3 separate regions of the Sus scrofa genome follow, and all the other regions are linked to region 3. Evidence: chromatin contacts called from public Hi-C and HiChIP or PLAC-seq data. All regions are on one chromosome and are shown on one strand. The core of a region is the stretch at or near the end of the contact, and the rest is flanking DNA. Distances in the headings are between cores, read along the strand shown.

Region 1 (4,304 bases), core at 1,376-3,875, 1.8 Mb before region 3:
TGCTGCTTAAGTCCTTCAGCAGCCTCGGATACAGACGTAACACCCATAAGACCATGCTACACTATGTGCTCCCTGTATTAAGAGCTTCCTGGAAGCAAGGTGGTATGTTTGACATTCTGAAAAATATGAACATGAATAAAATTCTTGCCCTCAGGATACTAATGGTCTAATAAGGAAGACAAGATACAAGTAATTACAATTTAAGATGAAAATATGTTGAGTTTAGGGTACTGTTCAGGATGGCGCATATGTAAAATGCAAAGCGGGGAGCGGCAAAGCAGTTACAGTTTCAGGAACAGATAATGAGCACTACAGAGTATACCGGGAAATCTATTTATTTTTTTTTTTTTGCTTTTTATTTAGGGCCACATCTGTGGCATATGGAGGTTCTCAGGCTAGGGATCAAATAACATATGCTGCTGGCCTATGCCACAGCCACAACAATGGATCTGAGCCACGTCTGCAACCTACACCACAGCTCACAGCAATCCTGGATCCCCAACCCACTGAGTGAGGCCAAGGATCGAACCTGCATCCTCATGGATACTAGTGGATTGTTTCCACTGCGCCACAACGGGAACTCCTATTGAGAAATTTAAACTTTACCAGATAAGGAATAGTGAGCCTCTGGAAGGTTTTAAAATGTAAGTACAAATCAGAGGGGGCAACACGAGAGATGAGAATAAAGTCTCTTTCACTGCTAAAATTCTCTGATCCTATGCACTACATACATAGAATCGAGCCAGAAGCGTGATCCCCAAATTGTTGCACCTAAGCCTCTAAAATCACGCCATCATGGTTTTCTTGGCTAGACAGAAATAAAAGCCTCAGTCATTATGCAACAGTCCTATAATTTTTCATCTCTCAAAGTTTAAGTAAGAAATTGCATCTATTATGACTATTGCATTCCAATACCTTAAGCTTTTTTTTTTTTAGCTTCTTAGGGCTGCACCTGCTGCATATGGAGGTTCCCAAGCTAGGGGTCTAATTGGAGCCACAGCTGCCGGCCTAAGCCACATCAAATCCGAGCCACATCTGCGACCTATACCATCGCTCACAGCAACTCCAGATCCTTAACCCACTGAGCAAGGCCAGGTATCGAACCACAACCTCATGGTTCCTAGTCAGATTCATTTCCGTTGCGCCACGATGGGAATTCCTCCAATACTTTAAGCTTATGTACTTAAAGCTCTATTAAAACGTAAAAATGTTTCTTCCTATTTAGTTCAAGACCCGTACTGTTAAAAACAAACAAAAAAAAACCCCATATGGGGTTCCCTTGTGGCACAGCTGGTTAAGGATCCAGCTGTTGTCACTACAGTGGCTCTGTTACAGCTTTGTCTGGAGGGTTTGATCCCTGGCCCAGAAACTTCCACATGCCCCAGCAGGCCAAACAAACAAAACCCCCACATGCTTACTGCAAATGAATAAAACCACCTAAAACAAAACCCAATCTTAAGAGATATCAAATCATGTTAAGGTTTCAAAGAGGAGGCCTGGTCATTCTAACTGCAATATGGGACCAAAGTGACATAATTGGTAATAGCTGTCCAAGAGTATAGTTAAAATTTACACAAAACTTGGCCAAGTCCAGATTCTGGGGTACGGGAAAGAAAAGTACAAGAGACTGAGACCATTTCGTGACCAATAATGGACTTGAATCAATCACAGGAATTACAAATAAAAGGCAAGGAGAGTCTAAGATTGCAGCACTTTTCCGTCACTTTACTCAACTCCTAAACTAAGAATCACCAGTTTGTTCTCCAACTTCTGAGCCTCAATTGTGTAAAATGAGGTCAATAGTACCTACTACACAGGGTAATGTACGAACTAAATGTATGTACAGTACAGAACCTGACACACGGCTAATGCTCAAGAAATAACAGCTTTTACTATTCACAGCTCGCTTAAATGCTTCCATTATTTTCCTGCAGGTATCAATGTGTCTTAGGATGCTGGTCCCCACAAACACTCGGCATCCATAGATTTCTTTGGAGAACCAAGTTACAGTTCAAGGTACTTAAGACCAAAACAGGTATAGGGCCACGACAACGACCCAAAGTCGAAGCCACTGCAGCTCAACTGTCACCACATCCGCCAAGGCCTGGCGGCCCTTCAATGGGTTCCCGGCTTTGGCGCCCAGCCCCGCCCAGCGAACGCCAACGAGGAGGATGAGGGGGCGGTCTCGGCGGCTCGCCCCGAGCGCTCGGGGAGGCCAGGCCGCCCTCCAGACCTCAATCTGCAAGACTCCCCAGGTTCTCCGCCACCGCGCCGACGCCTGTGGTGTATCCTCCCCGCCCCTCGCCCCCGACGGTCGCACCTTGAGGTGGGTGCGCGGGCCGCCAGCGCCCCCAGACTGGTCGGTGATCTCGTACGCGCCCGTCACCAGCAGGTCCTTGTGGATCTCCTCGCGGAGGCACTTGCGGGAATTAACGGGCAGATGGAAGGAGATCGTGAGGACGGAGCTGGGGCCGAGCAGGAATAAAAGCAGCAACGCTAGCGGGCAAGGGCCACGCAGGGCTTGTGGATCAGACAAGCCAGACATGGTGCCGGAGACTGTTCACCACCGTGGGCCTGTATCGCGCCGGAACCGGGAGGGCCCACGTAACTCACCTCTGACCTTTCAATACTGCCGGCGCCATTTTGGAGGCTGGCAAATAGATTAAAAATGTACAGTAAGTCTTTTAAAGGGAAGTGGGGATATGATAACATATCGTACTCACAGATTAACGTGGTTAAATGAGATTTCCCAGACGTTTCCCCGAAAAGTTTCGTTTTTGTTAAGCTCAGTCAGCCATAGCAAGTATGGGCAGCCCTGGAAGTAATTCTCCTTTAAATTCCGGAAGTAGTGCCCTGAAGTTTTAATGGTCTGTGATACCATAGCAACTAAGCCCCAATAGGAAACAGCCACAATGCCAATTGCTGGGCCCGCCTTCCGACCTCCGGAGAGCACCCGGAGGGGGCGGAGATGCAGGCAGAGTAGGTGCCGTCCCAGTGACGTGGTGACCGTTGGGACTTTGAGCGCTCGAGAGGAAGACCTCAAGAGGCCGAGGAAAATTTGCAATCTGGCTATTAAGCGAGCAGGAGCCAGAACCTCAGAGAAGGAGTAGAGGTCGCCTGGTGAATGTGAGCTGGAACCGTCCAGTTCATGCCCCTGAGCTGGGGTATTTGGGCTGGAGTAACTGATTTCTGAATATGCATCTTATGTAACAGACATTAAGCACCTACTATGCTAGGTGGTATTCAAACTAAATTTGGATTCTGTATTTAAATTGAATAAAACACGCTTTTAGTCCAGTGTTGGAGATGGACCTAATGTGTTTTACCAGATAAGCATTGTCCAGGGAAGCCAAGTATTGATGTGTTTTAAATGTTTAAAACACTTTAGGGATCAAATTGGCAAGTCCGTAGTAAGGAAACCTACATGGTAATCATGCATGCTTTTGTTTAACAAATATTTATTGACTACCTACTATGTGCCAGACACTATCCCATGCATGCCTACTGACATGTTTATTGAGTCAACAAACCATTAGGGGGATGCTATAAAATATTCAGAGCTGAAGAAAGTAGGAAGTTGAAAAAGTACTCATCAGCCTATGTTTAGAATTATCTACTTTGATTCATGTTTATTGAGCATCTACAGAAATACCAAGAAGATGGACTGTATGCTTTTAACAAATTAAACAGTTGTTCTGTGTTTATAACTCCTTTCAGACTATTTCCTGGAACTGAAATCCCACAAACAAAACAAGAACAAACAAAAGAGCTGTAAAGCATTTTAAAATTTGACAAATGTCATATAATAATTATTTTATGAGGTGTCCACTTAGGAACATTTAGTTTGACTATTTTATCCCTCATCTAAGATACCGATGGTAATTTATTCAGAACACCCTGGTAATTTGCATTGGCCATTAGCTTTTTCCCTGGGGAGGGTGGGGGGAGGATCAATACCAAGCAGTTATCTAATTCCCTGTTTACTCTCAGTCCTGAGGCTTTGCCGACCATCAGCAAGAGATTTGCAAACCCATGAAATACCTGTGTGGTTTTTACCTTTAAATTACTTTTTTTTTTTTTTTTTTTTTTAGGGCCACACCCAGGGCATATGGAAGTTCCCAGGCTACGGGTGAATTGGAGCTACAGCTGTTGGCTTACGCCACAGCCACAGCAACGCCAGATCCAGATCCGAGGCAACCTACACCACAGCTCAGGGCAACATTGGATCCTTAACCCACTGAGCAAGGCCAGAGATCCAACACGCATCCTCGTGGATTCTAGTCAGGTTTGTTTACCATTGAGCC
Region 2 (4,074 bases), core at 413-2,912, 1.7 Mb before region 3:
GGGCAGGTCGGCGGTCCTGCTCACCGCGCGTCCCGAAGGATCCGCCCTCTGCCCTAATCCCGCCTCACCCCTCTCCAGGTGCACACCGTGACCTCCGGGTCTGAAAGGTGGGGGAAGGGACACAGGGACCCGTGGCTCTGCGGGGAACTGCGGCTTCGCGTCCCGGAGGTGGCCGGCGCTCTGGGACCGAGCCGGGGCAGGATGACCCCAGGTGTCCTTTGCAGAGGAGCAAGAGGATGGGGCGTTTGGGGGCGCAGAGCACTCCAGAATACCTTGCCTCCCCAAAGCCCCGTTTTCCAGGCCACGGAGTGGTGCCTGAGGTCCCAGCCGCCGCGGTCTCCGGCCTTGGCGCTGCTGGGCACGGTCCTTCCAGCGCCCCCGTCCTCCCCCCTCCAAGTCGGTGCTGGAAAATCACCCGCTGCTGGCTCCCAATAACCAGCTTCCGGGGCATCGAACCACCCCCACCTCTCCAGCTCGGACTTGCGCTCCCCCAATACCTCACTCCATCCAGTACCCCAACTGACGACCTTGTCCACATGACAGCCCCTCCGGAGCCCGAGCTCAGAACCTGGCAAACAACCCTACAGACATTTTTGCATGGAGGTTCTGCACAATGTTTATTGGCTGGTGTCTCTGGGGTTTGACAGTAACTCTAACATCCCGTATTTGGCCGAGGAAAAAAATGCTCCTTTTCCCTTAAAAAAAAATTAATATTAAAATACCCAGCATCGTAGATAAAGTAGGTTATCGTATTCTCTTATTTTGTATCCCTCTACTTTCCGCTTCCAAACGCAGTAACAGTCCTAGTAGTGCTGAGCGCTGGGGCTTGAGGCGAGGGGGTGGGGGTCTGCTTCCACAGTTTGCACCGAATTAGTGATAGAATGAGGAATGGGGGTGGAGGCGCATTCCTTCGGGGGCCAAGGCTTAAGCCCAAGGGGCTGTGTACCTATCTCGCCTATACCTGAACCTCAGAACTCTTCCCGGGTTTCTGTACACAAGTAAAAAGGCGCCTACGCCCCATCCCCCAACCCCGGGAACAAGGGTCCGCATTGAACCAGGTGCGAATGTTCGCTCGCCTTCTCTGCCTTTCCCGCCTCCCCTCCCCCCGGCCACGGCCCCCGCCTCCCCCCCGCGCTGCACCCTTGGTGTTGGCTGCAGCCCGCGAGCAGTTCCCGTCAATCCCTCCCTCCCGTTTACACAGGATGTCCATATTAGGACATCTGCGTCAGCAGGTTTCCACGGCCGTTCCCTGAAGTTGTGGGGGGAGCCATCCCCGAAGTCCCTCATTTTAGGGGGTCTACGCGACCCCAAGACCGAGACTGAGAAAAGCTCAGAAGATAAAGAAACACAATAAGACGAAAGGCAGGGGGCTGAGACGGCGGAAGAGGCAGCAAAGAGGCTGCAGAGGTGGCAAGATCCGAGCGCCACCCCTCGAGAGCTGCAATGGTAGCGCTCCGTGACGTATTGGGCTCATTCATAAAATGCTGTTATAAAAGCAGTGGCCTAGTACTCCAACCGCATCTGCAGCGAGCAGCTAAGCTGAGACAGAACCGGCAGCGGCGCAGCGAGCGAGCAGCGACCGCGCTCTTACCCAGCTCAGCCCCGCAGCTCCTACCTGTCTCCGCCCCTCAGCCCCTCGCCCGGCTTTGACTACCTGCGATCATGATGTTCTCCGGCTTCAACGCCGACTACGAGGCGTCATCATCCCGCTGCAGCAGCGCCTCCCCTGCCGGGGACAGTCTCTCCTACTACCACTCACCGGCCGACTCCTTCTCCAGCATGGGCTCTCCCGTCAATGCGCAGGTAAGGCTGGCTTCGTGCCACCGCGGGGCTCGGGGCTCGGGGTTACCGGGGAGGAGACACTGGGACGGGACGCTCAGGAAGACAAGCCGGGGACCCCATTGGCCAGAGAGGGAGGCTTGCCCCGGCCGGATCAGCCCTATCTCGGGAGCCCCGGACTTGTTCGGAGCGCACACATGCTTGTCAAAATAAGAATCTTTTCTCCTCTCCCGCTGTGGGCTCATTCTGAGCTGACCCTGGCCCACGCGCTCTGACTGGTCTCTGACATTAGCTGGGGGCAAAAGTGTCCCAAGCAAAGACTGGCTAACTAGAGCCGGGCACCTCCGGGGGAGGAGGCAAAAAGCGGCGATCCTCCCTCCCCTCGCAGCCTGGAGCAGGGAGGAGGGTGAGAGGAGGAGGGTGAAGCCGGCGGGTGTGTAAGGCAGTTTCATTGATAAAAAGCGAGTTCATTCAGGAGACTCCGGAGCGGCGTCTGCGTCAGCGCAGACGTCAGGGATATTTATAACAACCCCCCTTTCAAGCGAGTGATGCTGAAGGGATAACGGGAACGCAGCAGCAGGATGGAGGAGAAAGGCACTGCGCTGCGGAATTCTTGGGAAGGGAGAGACCTTTCATCCAGGATGAAGGACATATAAAAATACATAAGCAGTCCATTTTTCACTCTCTCCCTGCTGCATGCGGCACTGGGCACTCCGCTCACCCCACCTGCGTCCAGAGCCTGGTCGCTCACGTCAGCTTTCCCCTTCTATATTTCATTCTAGGACTTCTGCACCGATCTGGCCGTCTCCAGTGCCAACTTCATCCCAACGGTGACTGCTATCTCGACCAGCCCAGACCTGCAGTGGCTAGTGCAACCCACCCTGGTCTCCTCGGTTGCCCCATCCCAGACCAGAGCCCCTCACCCCTACGGAGTCCCCACTCCCTCGGCTGGGGCTTACTCCAGGGCTGGAGTCGTGAAGACCATGCCAGGAGGCAGAGCTCAGAGCATTGGCAGAAGGGGCAAGGTGGAACAGGTGAGGGTTCTCAACACCTTCTCTCTGGTGGTGGCTGGGGTTGGGGGGGTAAGGTCAGTCTTGATGGAGATGGGGAGCATAGTGGACAGGGTGAAGCCATGGGTGGAACTGATTACATATCCTGGACTGGGAACCCCGGCTCCAAGCCCTATCCATCCCAAGTCAGACTCTAATAGTCCACCCTAAGTAATATCCAATGTGCAGTTTCTTCCCTAATAGTTTCTTATCTCACCCTTGTAGCTTCTCTTTGTTCTCCTGCTGAGGTTCTTATTTTAAATGCAAGTCACACCCAGCTTGCAACTGCAGGTTAGAAATGGCTTCACAGAAGAGGTGCCAGGAGGCGGGAAGCTGCAGGCGCCAGTTTTCCTAGGGTGGGTGAACGGAGCTGATAGCAGGCACTGTTACTGAATGTTGCCCTCTCTCTCTCTCCCCACCTCCAGTTGTCCCCAGAAGAAGAAGAGAAAAGGAGAATCCGAAGGGAAAGGAATAAGATGGCTGCAGCCAAATGCCGGAACCGGAGGAGGGAGCTGACTGACACACTCCAAGCGGTAGGTAGAATCCATGGATCACTTCTTTCGAAAACTTAAGGGCAAAGTTAGAGACTGGGTAGAAGGGAACAGAGTCTTTGAGTAAGACCGTGTCTTATGCTTTGCTGTATCCTCTGTATCCAGGAGACAGACCAGCTAGAAGACGAGAAGTCTGCTTTGCAGACTGAGATCGCCAACCTGCTGAAGGAGAAGGAAAAACTCGAGTTCATCCTGGCAGCTCACCGACCTGCCTGCAAGATCCCTGATGACCTGGGCTTCCCTGAAGAGATGTCTGTGGCTTCCCTTGATCTGAGTGGGGGCCTGCCTGAGGCTGCCACCCCCGAATCTGAGGAGGCCTTCACCCTGCCCCTCCTCAATGACCCGGAGCCCAAGCCCTCCGTGGAGCCAGTCAAGAACGTCAGCAGCATGGAGCTGAAGGCCGAGCCCTTTGATGACTTCCTGTTCCCAGCATCGTCCAGGCCCGGCGGCTCTGAGACAGCCCGCTCTGTGCCGGACATGGACCTGTCTGGTTCCTTCTATGCAGCAGACTGGGAGCCCCTGCATGGTGGCTCCCTGGGGATGGGGCCCATGGCCACAGAGCTGGAGCCCCTGTGTACCCCGGTGGTCACCTGCACCCCCAGCTGCACTACTTACACGTCTTCCTTCGTCTTTACCTACCCCGAGGCTGACTCCTTCCCCAGCTGTGCGGCTGCCCACCGCAAGGGCAGCAGCAG
Region 3 (4,070 bases), core at 1,567-4,066:
GTGGGCAGCATGGGACAGCTGGCGTCCAGGTAGGGCTGGGGCAGCATGTCTGCGCCGGGCACGCCCTCCTTGAAGAAGCGCACAGCCTCGGGCAGCAGTCTCCAAGTAGGCGCCAGTCCCCGGAGCCGTGCTTCTTCTCATACTCCAGATACTTGAAGCCGGAGGAGAGTCCCCGGCCGAAGTCCTTCATACAGTCCTGGTACATCTGCTTGGCCACACCAGATGCGCTGGAGTACACGTTGCCCGAGCCCGTGGGGTACTCAATGAATAGCTTCAACTCATAGTCCATGCCAGGCTTGGAGACGGCGTCGAAGGCGAAGACGCGGCCCAGCAGCGAGTGGTCCTTCTTGAAACGCACCTCGTAGGGCGTGCAGCCCGCCAGCGTGAGCAGCGTGTCGCGGACCATTTTGGGCTTGTTGGCCCACTCCTCGGCGCGGTTGCGCAGGCTCTCGCTCAGCTCCGCCAGGGCCTCCGCGTTACGCTGCTTTTCCTTCAGCTCGCGCTCCTGGTCGGTGCTGGACACCGAGCCGGGCCTTTTGCCACCAGCACCCACGCCCACCTCGGCCACGGACGACGAGGTCGAGGACGACGCGGAGGACGATGCGGCAGATACGCCGGGAGTGCCCCCGAGACAAGCTGGGCCCCCGGGTGCCCCTGGGGGCGCGGGCGTCGGGGGCCCACGGCTGCCCAGACCGTGAGGGGGCGGTGGGGGCAGCACAGCAGCGCTGGCCGGGCCGTTAAGCAGCGTCTGCGGCAGCAGGTTGGGGGGCACCGTGAGCTGGGGGCCTCCGCCACCCCCCGGGTTAGGAAGCCCAGTCACTAACCCACCGTGTGTCCCGCGCCGAGACGCCACCGACGCCGCAGCTGAAGACGAGTTGGGGCTCTGGCGGTTCAGCTCCGGGGGTCCCTCCTCGGGGGTGGGCTTGGGGAAGCCGTTGGGGCCTCCCAGGCCGTTGGGCAGCCGCGCGGCGTGGCTGCTGCTTCCCAGGCTCACTGGAGGTGGCGGGTACTCGAAGCGGCTGCGCTGTTCCACCGCGGCAGCGGCGGCGGCTGCGGCGGCAGCAGCGCTCAGGCCATAGCGCTCCAGGCCTGACGGGGCCGCCAGCACCGCGGGCTTGCTGGAACCATCGACGTGGTTGAGCTGTTGTTGCTGCTGCTGCTGTTGCTGCTGCTGCTGTTGTTGCTGCTGCGCAGCGGCCGCTGCCGCCGCCGCAGCCGCCGCCGCCTCCTTAGCCGACAGGGCCACCGTCTTGACCCCGACGGGCGGCGGCGGCCCGGGGGAGCGGCCGTCCTGGAAGCAGCCGTGCGCCCGCTTCAGCTGGCGCGCGGTCTCGATCACAAACTCGATGCGATCCGCGCCCTCGTAGTTGACGCAACCGCGGCATACGGGTTCCGAGAAGTCCCAGATCATGGCCCAGGGCATGCGGGGCAGGTCGCACAGGTAGCAAGATTGTCTCCGGGACGAGGACACCTGCGCCGCCGACATGATGCCGGCCCTGGGGAAGGTAGGCCCCCGCCCGGGCTGTCTCCGCGGCGCCTTCTCCTCCCGGAGGGCTGGCCGGCTGGGGAGGGAGTCTGGCTGCGGGGGAGGGAGGGGGGGCGAGAAAGTTCTGCCCCAGGGGCTGGAGGGAGCGCGAGTCTCCACCGCCGGCGCAGCGCCTCTCCGCGGGGGCTCCAGCGCCTGGGCGGCGGACGAGTCCAGCCCGCTCCTCGCCCCCACCTCCTACTGCGGCTGTCTCGTCGGGAGGGTAGCTCAGGCGCCTTCTTCCTGGTGTCGCGGACCTGGACTGGAAGCTCCGGGCCCGGGGGGAGGGGGCGAGGGTGCCGGGTGCTGGCCGCTGTGGGTTCTTGGCCCCCTCCCCGGAGTGGCTGGTGCGTGGAAGCTCGAAAGGGGCTGTCTCTTCCTCTCCTCTTGGAGGGGGGGCGCCCTACGACCTGCGTCCTCTCCCCGCCAGGCTCCCTGGGGCGAAGGCTATAGAGGGTTCAGTGCCACCCGGTGCCCGGGTCCAATCTTGCTGAAGTCGCTGCTTCCCGGGAGGGCCGGGGGAGGGGTTGGCAGCCGAGAGAGGAGCTTCTCCCCTCCGCAGCGTCGGCCGTTCCGCTGGCGGCGGCTGGGTTTGCACGGCCGGAGGGAGCCGCCGCGGCCACTGCTTCCAGGATGCACGCGAGCAGAGTAGAGGAGTGCACGCACGCAGGCTCCCGCCGCCCCCAGGCCTGGCGGGCGCCCGGGCCGCCGCGGCTGGCGGCGCTCACGTTGGCTGCAGGGCGCTCGCGCGGCGCCTCGGCCCGGGTCGCATCCCTTCCCGCTCACACTCGCCCGGAATGTGGGGTTGTGATTGTTACTCTACGTTCCGGAGGCGCGTCTCGGCGCTCCCGCTCGCGCTGCGGCTCGCGCTGTCCCGGGCTTGGCCGCGCGGGATGCCGCCCGGGCGGAGCGCTGACGTCACCGCCATGCTCTGCACCAGTTCTCCCCCCCTCCCCTTTACACTTCCTCTGTGGAGCCCACTTGTTGCTCGGGAAAGGCGCATGCGCGGCAGAGAGCCCAGATTCCTCCCAGTCGGCCCCTCCTCCGCGCCTCCGCCCTCCCCTCCCCCCTCGCCGTGTGTGTACAACAGCTGAGGCCCCGCGAGCTAAGGCTGGAAGTCCAGGGCTGGGGGTGGAAATTAAACAGACGATGACCTTTCCTTTCCCCGCCCGGCTTTCCCAAGTAAAAACGCATTTAAAAACCACAAGCGTCGTTTCCGATCCCGCTCCCCACCCCACCCCTGGCAGCGGATTTAAATGTCCTGTTTCAAGATTTTCGCCTTGAATTCCACGTAGGTATTATCCATTTCATCGGCAATCAAACCTTTCCCCCCGCCCCCCCTGTGGAGGTCACATCTTTGCTACCACTGATGCCGAAGCACCTGTAAAATTAGCTGTGTTCCAGTCTTCCAAAAATTGCCTTTTCGCTTTGTTTTTGTGCCCTGGTCTAGGAACCTGCGCTTCAACAACGGAGCTAAATGAATTCAGGGGGAGATACCCCTCCCCCAAGCCGCACTCTAAAAATTTTGGCTGAATGTCTAAAGAAGCTATGAGCACCCGGAGGCCTTTAAGGAAAACAGTCCACTGGCTGCACACAGCTGCAGCTGGGGGCAGGGAGGGGGAGGTGCTGGAGAGACCAAACAGGTGAGTGGTTTTTCCGGGTTTGATTTAAAAAAAAAAAAAAAAAGGTGGGCTCAACATTTAATAGTATTGATATCTCTTTGTAAAACAGCCGCAGTTTTCAAAGTTCCTTCTCATGTGCTGTGATTTCATTCCATAGTGCTCCAGAAGGCTGAGCAAGGCCCCCATCACTTCTCATCATTATTGTTGATTGCAGACCAGATGTGTTGGTCATAGGGCTAGTTGGGGCATTTCAATTGATTTTTCTAAGTATTGGGTCTGCTTTCCCCCCACCATGAAAATTGAGACAATCCTGGACAAGGCTGGAGTGGGGGCAGACAATATAATGGAATTTCAGGTTCCGGAGCCTGGCACACTAGGTTGGAATTTCCTCTCTATCACTTACTGGCTTTGTGACCTTGAGTTAGTTACTTACCCTAAGATAATAACATCTGTTTTCCATCTGTAAAATGGGATCAGAGCTCCCAGCTTATTAGAACTGTTTTAAGATTTCATTTTGTTTCTTGTCCTGATGGGAGGCAACTCACTGAGACTTGTTGGAAGCCAGATACTGTTAGGTGGTTTAGTTGCATCATCATTACATTCTCAGTATTATCTGCAAGGTAGATTCTATTATTAACTCTGTTTTACAAGTTCCGAAAGTAGAGAGGTTAAATAAGTTGCCCAAGGTCACACAGCCATTAGAGACAGAACTGGGATCCGAATCCAGAAAAATCTGCTTTGAAAGGTGGCTTTGACAAGCTTAGGTTCTCAGAGATGGTTTGGGAGTGCTCAAAATGTCCATCATGCCCCCCCCCCATTTGTTGCATACAATCTCATGTAAAGTTCTGTGCAAATACATCTTCATAATTAACCCCCCCCATCCTCCCCTTCCAAATAGATTGTGCCACTGAATTCTTCCACAT

The links. A called contact is a pair of places that touch in the nucleus more often than the background predicts. HiChIP or PLAC-seq counts read pairs in DNA pulled down with a chosen protein or histone mark.
Region 1: an H3K27ac HiChIP or PLAC-seq map of alveolar macrophages shows a contact between it and region 3. The contact joins the promoter of TMED10 here to the promoter of IRF2BPL in region 3. A contact is called at or near these places in 1 of 47 Hi-C or Micro-C datasets (embryonic fibroblasts) and 2 of 2 datasets of contacts at active chromatin or transcription factors (alveolar macrophages and skeletal muscle).
Region 2: a contact with region 3 is called in a Hi-C map of embryonic fibroblasts, with 2.7 times the contacts expected there. The contact joins the promoter of FOS here to the promoter of IRF2BPL in region 3. A contact is called at or near these places in 1 of 47 Hi-C or Micro-C datasets (embryonic fibroblasts) and 1 of 2 datasets of contacts at active chromatin or transcription factors (alveolar macrophages).

Annotation. Positions count from the first base shown.
Region 1 is chr7:98,360,027-98,364,330 of Sscrofa11.1, forward strand. TMED10 (transmembrane emp24 domain-containing protein 10) reads right to left here and starts at 2,626. Exons shown (of 5, transcript XM_001926711.5): 1 at 2,321-2,626. The coding sequence starts at 2,545.
Region 2 is chr7:98,447,846-98,451,919 of Sscrofa11.1, forward strand. It overlaps FOS (Fos proto-oncogene, AP-1 transcription factor subunit), which reads left to right and starts at 1,663. Exons shown (of 4, transcript NM_001123113.1): 1 at 1,663-1,803; 2 at 2,562-2,813; 3 at 3,254-3,361; 4 at 3,485-4,074. The coding sequence starts at 1,663.
Region 3 is chr7:100,121,004-100,125,073 of Sscrofa11.1, forward strand. It overlaps IRF2BPL (interferon regulatory factor 2-binding protein-like), which reads right to left and starts at 2,817. Exons shown (of 2, transcript XM_001928316.6): 1 at 100-2,817; 2 at 1-97. The coding sequence starts at 1,486.